Regions from separate parts of the Columba livia genome. Here region 1 is linked to region 2. Evidence: chromatin contacts called from public Hi-C data. All regions are on one chromosome and are shown on one strand. Each heading gives the region's core, a stretch centred on a gene start, on an enhancer-like site or on the middle of the called end of the contact. The rest is flanking DNA. Distances are from core to core; before and after follow the strand shown.

What was found. Hi-C and Micro-C count contacts between places; a contact is called where the count stands out from the background.
Region 1: a Hi-C map of liver shows a contact between it and region 2, with 2.6 times the contacts expected there. The contact joins the enhancer-like site here to the promoter of ITGA9 in region 2. A contact is called at or near these places in 2 of 2 Hi-C or Micro-C datasets (crop and liver).

What each region holds. Positions count from the first base shown.
Region 1 is chr2:55,916,276-55,920,440 of bColLiv1.pat.W.v2, reverse strand. No RefSeq gene overlaps it. Among named protein-coding and RNA genes, the nearest start is that of NEUROD6, 87 kb to the left of the region's middle. Within about 2 kb of position 2,755, at least 1 of the 3 cell types and tissues checked has an H3K27ac peak away from gene starts, as active enhancers do.
Region 2 is chr2:55,676,445-55,680,665 of bColLiv1.pat.W.v2, reverse strand. It overlaps ITGA9 (integrin subunit alpha 9), which reads right to left and starts at 2,068. Exons shown (of 28, transcript XM_065052058.1): 1 at 1,774-2,068. The coding sequence starts at 1,943.

The DNA of each region.
Region 1 (4,165 bases), core at 1,506-4,005, 240 kb before region 2:
GACGTGGGATCTTGCCTCCATTATGTGAATCATTTATGGTTTCTAGCAAAATTTCTCAAGGGGCGAGCACTCCTCTTATCTCAGTTTCCTGTTATTTTATTCAGGATCTTGTTGTTAGAGTAATTGCAATATTGTTTGAGAAAAAGAGACATAGAATAACAAACATGGAGAAAGTAGGAGTATGGAAATGTCTCTGTGTCAAAACACAACATACAGCTAGGGAGTGTCCCAATATCTTCCGTTTCAGTCAGCACGGGGGCAATAGTCATTTAGCGTTAAGAAGTACGTCTCATTTGCACCACCTCCAAGGCATGGACCATATAGCTATTGGAAAAAAAATTCTTGCCTAGCACTTCTTTTAAAAATAAACTGCATTGGGGCCAGTTTAGTCAATAACCTAAATAATGCTGAGCTCTTCTCTGACTTCTTTCTCCCTGCAGCCCTTAGGGTGTAACTCACTTGCTGGCCTCCTGCGGATGCCTCTGTTGCCTTCAACTCCCCGGTGAATTAAAGCGGGTCTCTTAAGGCTAGGTACTCCACAGGAATCAGCATAGAATCACAGAATTGTTCAGGTTGGAATAGACGTTGAATATAATCAAATCCAACTGCTAAGCTAGCACTGCCAAGTCCACCACTAAACCATGTTCCTAAGAGCCTCATCTATACATCTCTTAAACACCTCCAGGGATGGTGACTCAACCACTTCCCCGGGCAGCTTGTGCCAATGCCTGACAACCCTTTCCGTGAAAAATTATTCCTAATATCGAACCTAAATCTCTCCTGGCACAATTTGAGGCCATTTCCCCCATCCTATCGCTTGTTATTTCTCCGGGGTTCCTGTATGAGCCTCATATTCCCAAAATTTTCACCTCATTTTCCAGGCATGTCTTTGGGATGAGCACACTCTGAAGCCAGTGGGGCTGATCCAGATTTCATCTCATAGTCCTGGGCTTTGCGTGCCAGCACAGCCAGTGGTCTTTGGGCCACGGCCATGGGGAATTGCCTTGGGCAGTATCCCCAGGCAAGCTGCAGACAAGGGAACTGTGGGTCCCATTTGGCTCCATAGAAAACTCACACGGAACTGCTATGGGGAATAAGCAAAATATTCTGTGGCAGTATGTGACCACACAGATGCCTGGCATGCGTAATAGAAATTTCTGCTTAAAGTCTTCAGAAAATCCAGTAAAAAGAAAGCTTTTCAACAACCCTGGGTTTCTCTTAATGTGCTTTTTGAAGTTGACACAAAGACAATAAATGCCTGAAATGTGTAACTGACCCAAAATCCCAGCGGCTGCCAGTGAAGAAGTCCTGCCCAGGCTTTTGCATGTAACTTCTAGTTCTACTTTGTATAATGGAGCCTGTTACAAGTTAACATGATAAAGTAGTGTATAAAATAGTTAAAAAGAAGTAATCACGGGGGTACTTGTGGACTGTTAACAGTGTAAAAGGAGTTCAGTCAGAATAATGAACACAGCATAGCTGAAAAAAAAAAAAAAGGAGTGGAATTAGGTTTTGTTTCTGTGTCATTTCTGCAACAAAAAAATTAATCGAAGTAACTTTCTTGATGTGATGGAGAATCTAATAGGGAAATTAGACCACTGCTTACACATCAAGCTATCTTTCAAGTCACTTGCTGTGCAGAGGTCATTTGCTTCCTAAGGACTGCAAAAATCATAGTTTCTTTAAGTGGTTACCACAGCTATTTAACAATAAAACAGTCAAGACAGCAGAAATTATTTGGGTTTTCTACTTATTGTTCAAGACCTGCTCACTAGTAGTGAGTAGCTCTGTGTACACATAAATTTGGCTTTTTTTGAATTTACATGGTGTCAGTTTTGCCTCCGATGTTTCATTTGGCATGTAGTGCTTGACAGCACTAGCACTGGACTGTAAAGCAGACAAATAAAGTTTTGTGGGGAGAAAACGTTCACTCAGAAATTCTGTTGCTGAATATTGAAAAAATCTAGGAAAGGAATATTTAAGACAAGCCGTAGGCAATCTCCATTCCTTTCCACTTCCAGTATCCTTTCCAACTTCTTTCTTTCCTCAGCCAATTTAACTCCAAATAAAAAAAAATAAATCAATATGTTAAATTATAAAAAAGAAAATCTTCAATCCTTGATGCACTTTCTCCAAAAATGTCACCAGAATCGCTTTCAGCACAGTTGGCTAAAGCTGCAAGGCTAATGTTCACATCCATTAGTGAACATTAGAGTTGGTCTGATCTCTAATTTTACAGTCATCTTGCCTTCAATAGCCTGTAGGTTTTCTTTGGCAGGCACCTTGTAATGATAATGAATTGATCACTGCTGGATTGCTCAAGAGCTACACAAGCTTTATAGACAGTGGGCTTAATCCTCCTCAGATTTACATTCACTCAGCTGCTCCAATTACCTCTGCTGTGGCTGTGCTGGAAGTGCTTACCATAAAGAAATGAAAGCACCTAAACTAAACAAGATGTTTTCTTAACAACCAAATGTTTTAACATTTTTTTTCCCTGTCTAAGATTCAAGGTCTATCCAGGTTTCAAGTAGCCTGAGGTTTCCTGTATCCATAATAGAGTGTTTGAAGTTACAGACTGACATGAGGACATGCCAAATAATGAAAAAAAAAACAAAAAACAAAAACCACCACCATGCCCCACCAATTTGGCAGTTTCTACAGTCCCAGAAAACAGGTCGATGAAATGAATGGATACAGAAAAATGGAGCAAGGAGATGAAACAGACTCAGGGCATTACAGTAAGTGACACAACAGGATGCTTTTGTGGTATTATTGTAGGCAGCAGGAGAGACAAGCAATTTAAGGAGATTATGCTAATTATCCAAGGTGGCTTTGAATACACTTGTGATTTAAATTCAGGACAAATGAGGAGAGTATTATGTTAGGAGATATGACCCATATTTTCTTAACCTAGCCTACAGTTTTAAGACTACTATAGCACACCACTGCTAGAGCAGGGCATAGACTCATTATTTGGCAGAGCCAGGTGGTTGACTTTTTAGTAATTTAGGTCAAACAAGTAAATATGATTTACAAAGGAAACTTGTCTGATATCAAAATACTATGCTGAAACTGCAGCTGTCATTCAAAATGTGTTCAGAAGTGAACAAAGAGAATGCTATGCTATACTAGAACAACTTACTTTTTAATCATAGGGTCAGTGTCACTTTTGCTGAAAACAAAATTTTGTGTTTTGTTTTTCTTCCACACTACTTGTGCTGACCATGGAGTTCTCAATGACCAGCAGATTTTTACATAATTGAGATCAATCTGTAGGATAAAGATGAAAATCCTGAAGGATCTTTTAACGCTACAGAAGCTTTGGAGCATTTATTTTATTTACACAACAGGGTCTAGAGCTTGGAACATCTGGGCACCAGTGTAACATCAATGTGCAAAGAACAGCAGCTCAGGAGACAGCTGAGTCTGCTTTATTCAGCTTTAAAAGCACATATTTAAAATCACCTAGTAGTTAATTTAATGTGACAAGTGATGGTGGTCTACAAGAAATGAGTTTTTGATCCTGCCTAGACCCTGATAAAAGAAGAGTTCCCAGCACTAAACTGATTACAACTTTAGTCATAACTTCTCCTCTCAGACATGTCTGCTGTAACAGGCTCAAGGACTAAAAATGATTCTGCTAAACAGCACACTCACTCCAACATTACCATTGACAGTCCCACTGAAATTTTACTCATAGGTAAAAATTAGGATCGAGATTCACATTCCCACAGGATCTCTTGTTATTTCAGTATTCAAGTGCTTGTTATGGCAACAGTCATCACAATCCTGGTGGTGCATGGAGGGCCTACCTGCTCCCCAGGGAGGGGACTTGGTCCTTCCGAGCTTTCATTCTGCCACTTCTCAAAGTGCTGTGTCTCTGCTGTGGGGACAAAAAGAAAAAAAAAAAAAAGGACAGGGAAACAAAGCATAAACATTTATTAGCACTTCATGATATGTGATTGCTACAACACAAAGCCACAGAAGCAGTCATAACATGACTGGAATTTGGTTGTGGATGGCTATGTCCTTCACAGGAAAGACAGGCCAGCCAGGCGCCATGGTGGAGTTGCTCTTTAACGTGAGAGAGCAACTACAGTATATTGTCCGGGCACAGATGAGGAGCGAGTTGAGAGTCTATGGGTGAGAATTAAGGGGCAGG
Region 2 (4,221 bases), core at 819-3,318:
CAGCCCAGTGCTGATCCTGACCACATTAAGCTGCTGTTAACCCCTCTAGGTGTTAGGGCTGACACTTAATTTGCTTACTTAAAAACACTTCTTGATCTCAGATACTTTTTGTTTCTGGGTGAAGAAGGTCCATTTGCGGAAAACTGGAGTTCGCATAACTGGAGTTTTTACCTTAGAGCACCAGACATCTTGCAGACGGCTGCCTTCAGACAGACGCCCGACACTACTAGTCCAGCATCATTTCCAAACAAACTGGGATACCAGGGAGATTCTCTTCCCTGATCAACCTCCCCTCCCAAAAAAAAAACACCAAAAACCCACACCAACATCTGCTATCTGAAGATAATTCATGTTATCAACCAGAATGACAGACATCTACACAAGGAACAACAAATACTACCATTTTCATCCCACCACACCCCACTAGATCAGCATTTCATTCACATCACTGTGAATTCCCACCAGTTTGTGCTGAATGCAGTCGCTTTCAGCCTTTGCATCCTTTGTCAGTTCCTGACCCAAGTTAAGCATTACTTTAAAGTGAGAGCTTTTCTTCTCCCAGAGCACTTTTCCTCTATGAAGTCTTCTGATAAGTCCTTAAAAATGAATGCTCTATGAAAGCCACTATGCAGAAAGGCTGAGCACACAACTACTACTGAACTAAAGGGTGTAAAAGAAATTCATTTTTAAAGAACTGGATGCCGGCATGAATACATTTATTTATATCACAGTGCACCACAGTTCCAACATCAACAGCTGAGTAATCGGGCCATATCTAAGCGTAAAAGATAAAGACAAGCTTTGTGGGCGTTTATTGGCAGCAGTGGCTCCTATTCCCATTAGAAGTGCACCAGACGACATCAACTGGGTCCAATTAAAAGAAATCGGTTTTAATTCTGACAAAGAGCGTCTGACCCAGACAAGAGAGGGACAGACTATGCTCCAAGGCTCTTTTCAGTCAACGGGAAAAACAAGAAGCTTGCCAGTTTGCATAATTTTTCAAGATGTAGACAAACTTTCTATTATTGTTCATTATTTAAAAAAAAAAGAAAAAAAAAGCAAGCTACATATCCATTTCCTCTACAGTCCCTCATGCCAAGAGTGGGCACACGGGCACACAGAGGAGATGAACGCCTCTTGGTTTGGAAATGTCTCTCCAGTCACCAGAGGGATTTTCATCCTTGCAAGGTAGAGTACGGAGCGATCCGCCCTGTCAATGCTGAACACGCTGCTCCCACTGGAGGTATCACTACTAATTTTTTTTCCCGTTTAACACGGCACGACCTGTCATCTTTCACACCAGATGCATTTTCTGTCAAGGAGATGAGGTGCGAAATATTTCCCCCAAGGAAGCGGGGCTGCGCAAAGCACCAAACCACCGGGCGAGGGACCGCTGGAGCTTGGGGACAGCTAGTTCACGATGCCGAGCGCCAGCTGCCAGCTCGGGAAGGACACCCCGTCTTACAACACCGCTCAACGAGGGGGACCTCGGTTTACACCAGGGTGAACCCCTCTCCGCACACAACAGGCGCGGAGCCGCAGCGCTGCCTCCACCGCACCCGCACGACGGGACGGAAAGGACGCGGGGAAGAGCCCCCACAGCCGGGGCGCAGGCGCGGGTCCCCTTCCCGGCTGCGGGAGCGGCGGCTGCCCCGGGGGATACCCCGGTGGTTGCCCGGTGGTTGACCCGACAGCGCCGGGCCCGCCGCACCCCCGCCCGCCCAAACCCCGCGGTTTTACCGCCGCCGGGCGCGCAGTCCCCGCGCTACTCACCACCGCGTGCTGTCGTGGTAGTGCTGCAGCACCGAGTACCCGAAGAAGGAGCCGTTGGGACCCTGAAAAACCACGGGGCGACCCACGTCCACGTTGTAGCATCGCGCCAGGGCCACCCACAGCAGCGCCCACAGCACCCGCGCCCCGCGCCGCCGCGCAGCCGCCGGCATCCTGCGAGCTCCGGGGCAGCCGCCCGTCCCGGCGCCGCTGAGCGCTGAACCCCGGCCCGCCGAGCCCAACTCCCCGGCGGCGCGGCCGGGCGCGGCGCTTTTGTGCCCGCCCCGCGGCGGGGCTCTGCGCGGCCCGGCCCGGCCCCGCCGCGGCTCCGCTGCGCCCCGCGCCGCGACGCGCGGGGATTGCGCGCCCGGCCGCTCCGCCCCGCTCCCCCGGCTCCCCCTGGCGGCCGCGGGGCCGGGCAGCGCTCCGCCGCTCCCGCCCGCCGATAAAGGCGGCCCCGCCGGGGGACACGACGTGCTCCTCCTGGCCCCGCGCCGCACCCTGGCATCCCTGATCCGAAAGGCTCCGTCCTTGTCTCCTCCAGCCGCGGCACCCCGGGGCGTCCCGCGGGGTCCTGCCGCCATCCTCTGCACCCGGCTCCCCCATGGAACAGCCCTCCAGCTGCCCCTCTGCTCTGGTGAGACCCCACCTGGAGTCCTGTGTCCAGCTCTGGAGCCCTCAGCACAGGAAAGACATGGACCTGTTGGGGGGTTCCAGAGGAGGCCACCAAGACGATCAGAGGGCTGGAACTGCTCTGCTGTGAAGACAGACTGAGAGAGTTGGGCTTGTTCAGCCTGGAGAAGAGAAGGCTGCAGGGAGACCTTATTGTGGCCTTTCAGTACGTAGAGGGGCCTATAAGAAAGATGGGGACAGGCTTTTTAGCAGGGTCTGTTGTGACAGGACAAGGGATAATGGTTTTAAACTAGAAGAGGGGAGATTCAGACTAGACATGAGGAGGAAATTTTTTACAATGAGAGTGGTGAAACACTGGCCCAGGTTGCTCAGAGAGGTGGTAGATGCCCCATCCCTGGAGACATTCCAGGCCACGCTGGACGGGGCACTGAGCAACCTGATCTAGTTGAAGATGTCCCTGCTAATTGCTGAGGGGTTGGACTAGCTGACTTTGGTAGGTCACTTCCAACCCAAACTACTCTACGATTCTGTGATTCAGCTGTGACAATCTAGTTTTTCCACCTTCCTCTCTATTCTCATGTGTCCCTCACCCACACCACCAGAGCGGTGACCATCAGGAGTCTGGAGGCAGAAGCGGGAAGCCACAGAGACAAAGACCAGAAAGAGGTGCTGGAAGAATCGGTCCTGCCTTGTGTTGTTCGACTTGAGACCATCAGCCTCACTTGAGTTTGGCACATGGAGAGGACCACTTCATCATCAGTGTGATGGAAGAAGGTCCTGATTCACATTATGCTGAAATAAATGTGAGGTTTTCCTGGGCAAAGGGTAACTGAGGGGAGAGGTGATGTGTTTTATTAGGATGACAGGAATGAAAATAATTTGTAAAACAAACAAAAAAACAGACCTGTGTTTTCTAGCATATATCCTTTAGGTCTGAAAAAAGAAGTGGCAACCTTTACGGCTAAGTAGAAGCTGAAAGTAATCGCTCTGATATTTTAGGCTATCTGACATGGAAAATAATTAGTCAAACATACAATCAAAGATGAGTGAGAGCTAAGGCAAGAAGATAGTTTTCTCCAGTGGATAAGACAAGGGTGACATATCATCCTGCAGGAGAAGGGGAGGGGAGTTATGTACTAGAAAACCCTTGTGCCCATAGAGCCCATCCTTTTATTATCCATTTTAAAAAAACTATTAATTTTAGCACTTGAGATCTATGAGAAATCATGTGTAGATCGCTCTTGAGGATCAAGACCAGGATCTCGGAGAAGAAATGCTCCCTGAAAGGTAACTGGGAGTTTCATTTGTTGTTGTTAGCCTGGGCTTTGGCTGTTTAATTCCACGTACTCCCCTTGTCTCTGAGGTGATGTGCTGGGAGAAGCAGAGTAGATCCTGGGGAACACGAGAGGAGAGGGGCCAGGAACTGATATAACAAGAACTGCTTCTTCTGGGAAGCAGCTGGAGATACTCGGCCAGGTCCAGTACCTCTTGCGTAGGCACATGGTGGCTCATGGGAAAGTTACTTCTGATGATGACAGTGATCTCCAGGGAAGAGTGCTGGGTGTTTGGGCTATTGGAAAGCTCGCGGGGGAAACACAGTTGGAAGTTAAATCGTCATACAGTGCAGGAAGACCTTGCTGAAAGTTTAACCATTTTCTGCAAAGGATTTTGCTCTGGGCTGTGAGAATTTTGGTGCAAGCTGTTTCATGATATCCGTGTGGCTCTTGTTAAAATTATAGCCTGTTTCTGCAGGGGTACATCCTCATCAGGAAAATATTGTTCATAAGCATCAATGTTGAGCATCACCCTCAGAGCAAG